2 separate regions of the Zea mays genome follow, and region 2 is linked to region 1. Evidence: chromatin contacts called from public Hi-C data. All regions are on one chromosome and are shown on one strand. The core of a region is the stretch at or near the end of the contact, and the rest is flanking DNA. Distances in the headings are between cores, read along the strand shown. Region 1 holds the start of LOC100285777 (LHT1). Region 2 has its middle 89 kb from the start of LOC542688.

Region 1 (2,773 bases), core at 168-2,667:
GGAGGCGAAGATCATGATGAAGTAGGAGAGCTTCAAGTCGCCGCCGCACCTGCCGCCGTCGCAGATGACGTCGTGGAACTTCTTGAGGGACTGGCCGCCGGTGACCATGTAGATGATGTTCAGGCTCACCTCTACTGCCAGCTGCTGCGCCACCACGATCCAGAGGCCCAGCCTGTCGCCGAAGACGTGCTGCCCGAGCTCGTGGTACCGGTCGAACCGCTTCCCAGGCACCATCTCGTGCATCTCCACCATCTGCCATAGCGTGTATAGGGTGATTATCCACGACAGGATCATCACCGCGATGCCAGGGCCCCTGTGTGCACGCCAATAATCAACAATGAACCATTTATCTGCCCGTGACCCCCTAATAATCTTTATCTGACAACGAGTTAATCGCTCGTACAATTGAATCACTTTATTCAGCTGTTGATAAAAGGATCGTATTTTAATTAATTGTAGTCCACATGTTACTATATACGATACAAACTGAGAGCACCAACTTAAAAAACCCTATTAAATATGATAGTCATCATGACGTGCATATATATGATGATATAGATGCCAAATATTCATGTATATACTCTCAAATTATAGGTATACATCATGACGTGTATTTAACTTATCGGGTGTGACCGGTATTCAGGTTTTTGTTCATGTACCTATCATGTTACTTTTGTAACTGTCACATCGTCTAGACAAAATCGGCCCAACAGCGCAAATTAACACACATGAGACTACTAGACCAAAAAAAAAAGAGGCAAGTCATGAGACATAAACATAAGGACCGGAAAGAGACAACAAGCTAACTTGAGATTTTTTTTCCCGGCACCAATCAGGGTGGGGGAAAGAAAATCTGGATTTTTCTTATCTCATCAATCTTCTTAGCTTGTATTGAGGTCGAATCGATCATCATCGGAAGCCGGATTTAGGATTCGTGACATGAAGTATACGTACCAGCCAAGCTCGGACATGGCGTAGGGGAGGCCGAGCACGCCGGCGCCGACCATGGCGGTGACATTGTGGAAGGCGGAGTACCACCACTTGGCCTTCCTGGAGGAGTTGATAGGGAGCCAGTCGTCGATCGACTTCTCCTGCTGCTGGGTCGTCCTGCCGCCGCCATCGTCCACGTCCTGCTCCTGCATCTGCATGCGAGTTTTTATATGTATGTTATTGACGCCCCCAGCCCCCTATAGATCATGTAAGAGATCGATTTCCTTGGTAAGAGAGAGAGATCGAGAAGAAGGCGCCGCACTGCACGTACTACGTCGTACGCGCACCTTTTGAGAAGAGAAGCTCTGGGTCTGGGGCGGTGCTTGCGTCCCCAATGGAATCGATATGGCGAGAGAGAGAGAGAGAGAGATGGAGAGGAGGCGGCGGCGGGTCCTGCTGCCGAGAAAGACGACTCAGCGTCAGCTGGTTTCCGATCCACCCGATCGATGGCCTAGCTAACAGCACATAAGTAGCCGAGTTAGTTTCGGTGGCAGCGCGTATACCGCTACGTACATATTCTCTCTCTCCGAGTTATTATCAATAATAATAATAATAATAATAATACTGTGTACTGTATCATTAAGGCCCTGTTCGTTTTTATCAAATCTATGGAGATTGAGAGGGATTGAATCCCCTACAAGTCAAAATCCTCCTCAATCCACTCCAATCCCCCTCAATCCCCATGGATTAGGGATGAAACGAACAAAGCCTAACGTGGTACACGTGTGGTTTTGATTTGTCAACTACGTGTACATTTTTTTACTAGTACGTACGTATGGCAGTACCAGTACTGGGCTTGTGTATGTCGTGCCGAGAATTTGGAAGCAGGGAAAGGACACCTGTGTGGTTCACCGCGGCGCCGTCCATTGTTCAGAAGTTATATATATTGCTTTTTTACGCTTTCACACACCGAAGATAAGTCAGCTCAAACCTGATCGATGATGTGTCGTCGTCAGGGACTCAGGGTTCAGGAATTGCGTATGCGTCTTCTTGTGGAAAAACGTGTCTCAAGAGTCAAGAGTCTTCTCTCCACCGTCGAATCATGCACTTATACTAGCTAGCTATATCTTGACCGCACATCAAAATATAGCTATATCAAGATATAGCTAGCTAGTATATGTGTATGATTAGAGCTGGAAACAAGCCGGCTTGGCTCGGCAGTGCGACGAGCTGGGATAACCGGGTCGGCTTAGCTCGAACAAGGCTCACGAGCCACTGTGCCACCTAGACTGTGCCGCCCAGGCAGTGGCGGTCCTAACATTTTAGGGGCTCGGGAGAAGGTTTCAAATAGAGATCATTCAAATTATTTTTAATATATAAATGTTACTAATTAAACATTTTTAATACATCTAAAAATATTTATGTCAAATAATAAGTAAATAAAAGGATATATGCACTTTAAAATTTTCTTCTAACATGTTTAGATATTCATTACTTTATTAATAGGTTATTGAATCACATGATTAGAATTGGGTCCTATGAATTCGGAGGCCCAGGGCAACCGTCCCTCTGCGGCATCCTCAGGGCCACCACTGCGCCCAGGTGACAGATTCGGTTGCCAGCAAGCATAAGTTACAGATTTGAAGCTATTTTCAGGTCACAAGATAGACAACACAGTAATAAACTGTTAATACTTAATAGACGAGAGATGAAATAATGAAATTATAATTTATTTACACATCCATGACCCATACCATGCGGTCCAATGATCCCATCACATTCCATATTCCATAAGACCATGACCAAAAGTATGATACTCTAATCTAATAAGCTATCACCAGTC
Region 2 (2,700 bases), core at 112-2,611, 380 kb before region 1:
AAACAAACATAGTACAAGGGAAAATTTAACATCACACCAAACATTTATACAAAATACATATTAATAATCTACGCATTAAAACGAGATCATAAGAAAAAGAATCACTAAATTATGAGTTACGGATTTCGAGTTATGAATTTCTGAAGATTTTATGTGTTTGGTTCAAGATTAATTAAGAGGTCAATTTTAATATAGCTTTCATGTTAAAACAGAGACAATATGTGATAAACAATATTATTACAAAATTATAGGAACTGGAATGGATCAATTAGGACTTAATATGAATTTTCTAGGAATTAAACAAGTTCTAGGGTTATTTATACTTAGAAATTCATTTCTGAAATTAATTTCCTGATTTAATCTCTGTTTGGACTGCTGCACAAAAATAGAGAAGTGCATGGGCTTCCTCATAAGAATCCTAAGACTCATAATACTATACTGCGGAGTGCGGGTTGATTCCCAAAAACTCCGAGGACTCTTAAGCAAAACGCCCGGTCGAAAGGGTATCCACAGACCGCGACCGCCTGATCGGGAATCAAGGGCTCAGATTAGATTTACATACTCGTGAACCGTTACAAAACTACAACCGCACTATAGGGATTGGACGCACCAAATCTATCTGCGCGAAATGCGTTGCCTACTATTAATCTAAACCAGTCATCGCCAGATCGACGGTTCTCATTGGTCACGGTGAAACATTATTCTACCGTCTAATCTGGATCGTCCTTAGGAAGATCGATGGCCCACAATGTCTGGTCGCGTCCACCCAGCTTTGGTCACCGAAGTTCAGCCCCCTCCCGCGGTGGTGCCATGGTCAGCCAGACCAATACCTCCCAATCCCCGCACGAAACCTTCCTCTGGTCACGACAATTCGAAGCAGAGTTGAAAGAGAGACTGGGAAGGAATATCTCACCAAGATTAGTAGCGTGAATAGACTCGGCCTCGACGGCGGATGCGGCCACGGCGGAGCAACTTCTCCGACAAAGAATTCGCGATCCCCTAGCCTATAATCCCTCATGTTGAGTTTGCGGACTCCTACGGCAAGCTGAGACGAAGCGCTCAGAGCTATATGGATGGCACAACGACAGTGGATGCGTGGTTTTGTCGACGGTGGGGTTGGCGGCAATGGCGAGCCCACACCGAATCTCTCTCTCCCGCACGGCGGCATGGTAGTGGTAGGTCTCTGCCGAAAAAGGGGGAAGTGGCTGACCGGACACCGCGCGCACTTATAGCCTAGGTGGGTTGGTTACGGGACAGAAGGGAGGGAAGCCCGAGCTCCGCAGTTGACCGTGCCATAGTCGGCGGTAGTTGGGAGAAGAGAGCTGATGGAGTGGGTCCCACGTGGAGGCGAGATCGTGCGTGTAGAATACGCCTGTAGCGACTGACAGATGGACCCCAGATGTCGGCACGTGTGCATGAGTGGGGTTGGGCTGCGTGGGGGAAAGAGTTAGTGGGCCGAAAATGGGATCCGTGGCCCAGGTAGGTTTTTCTCTTTTTCTTTTTTCTGTTTTATTTTCTTTTAATTTCAAAATTGAATTTGAATTTTGCTATGAGTTTCACCATTGAGCCAAATGTACAAATTCAACTCCTAGTGCAAGAAGATTATGTATTTATTTATATATTTATTTTATGTATAAAATGTTTTCTTTCCTCCCCTCTTTTCTTGATTATTTCTCATTTTCAAATATTCAAGTTAATCATTAACTCTCAAATTTGGATATAAATTTATTTCTATTAATGTGACTACTATTATTATTAAATGCGCATACAAATAAAGCCAGCATGATGCACAATTTAGTATGTCATTTATTAATTATTTACTTTTAAATGTGGTGTTCACATGTGTTCATATGTAGAGGCAACTCATATATATAAGGAAAAAATTCCACTTCTTATCGTTTACAACTTGGGTATTACAACGTGCCGCTCACACCGAGAAGGTTGCTCACCGCCGATGAACTGGCCCGTGTGAAGGAGAATGCTCGCCGTCGTAGATGGTATGTAATGTCGTCTTCTTCCTCGTCGTTGTCTGTCGTGACTGCGTCGTCGAGCGCGCCGTCCTCGGAGAAGATGGTTAGCGATTCAGTGACGGTTATGGATTTGTTGCCAGGGCACATGATGGAATTTGGCACGTTGAGGATCTACTCGGGCCACGTGCATGAAATGCAGCGCTTAGGGTATTTCAGAGACGGTGTGGGGCGTGCTCCGGGGGCCAAGGAGGTCCCAGAGCCGGAGGGGGAGTTGGTGGTTTTTGAAGAGTTTTCACTACTGGTCTTCGACTGCCTGCATTTCGAGGTCCAACTTCACCAGCTTACACCCAATGCCATGGTGGCATTGGCGAAGTTTATGTGGGTAGCGGCTACATATGGCGGAGAGCCTTCGATTTAAGTCTTCGTTAAGAACTACTGCCTCCACTAACAGAAGAAGGTTGCTAGTGGCAAGATTGTGCAGTTTGGTTTGGGTGAGGTTGTGGAACTCGTTCCATGTGCGAAGAACAAGTGGGGGAATTGGTGGGATTTTTTGTTTTATGTGACATTGAAGGACACCGAGGGTGTTCCAGGGCTACCTTTGTCCATCATGTGCTCACATTTCTACATGGCCTTCCCACAATTTAAATTGAAAAAAGAAGATGCGAACAAAGATGCCCTTCACCGCGCCTCCAAAGCAAGCACCGGACGTGACTTGGTGGAGGAGTTTATT

The links. Hi-C and Micro-C count contacts between places; a contact is called where the count stands out from the background.
Region 2: a Hi-C map of bundle sheath shows a contact between it and region 1, with 2.3 times the contacts expected there. The contact joins the enhancer-like site here to the promoter of LOC100285777 in region 1. A contact is called at or near these places in 3 of 25 Hi-C or Micro-C datasets (bundle sheath, endosperm and leaf).

What each region holds. Positions count from the first base shown.
Region 1 is chr10:56,102,629-56,105,401 of Zm-B73-REFERENCE-NAM-5.0, reverse strand. It overlaps LOC100285777 (LHT1), which reads right to left and starts at 1,417. Exons shown (of 7, transcript NM_001413989.1): 1 at 1,262-1,417; 2 at 955-1,142; 3 at 1-313. The coding sequence starts at 1,142. It overlaps LOC100304039 (a long non-coding RNA gene), which reads right to left. Exons shown (of 4, transcript XR_560079.4): 4 at 2,608-2,773.
Region 2 is chr10:56,478,247-56,480,946 of Zm-B73-REFERENCE-NAM-5.0, reverse strand. No RefSeq gene overlaps it. Among protein-coding and RNA genes, the nearest start is that of LOC542688, 89 kb to the left of the region's middle. Within about 2 kb of position 1,361, at least 19 of the 20 cell types and tissues checked have an H3K27ac peak or open chromatin away from gene starts, as enhancers often do. A contact at or near this core is called in bundle sheath and leaf, where this site is marked.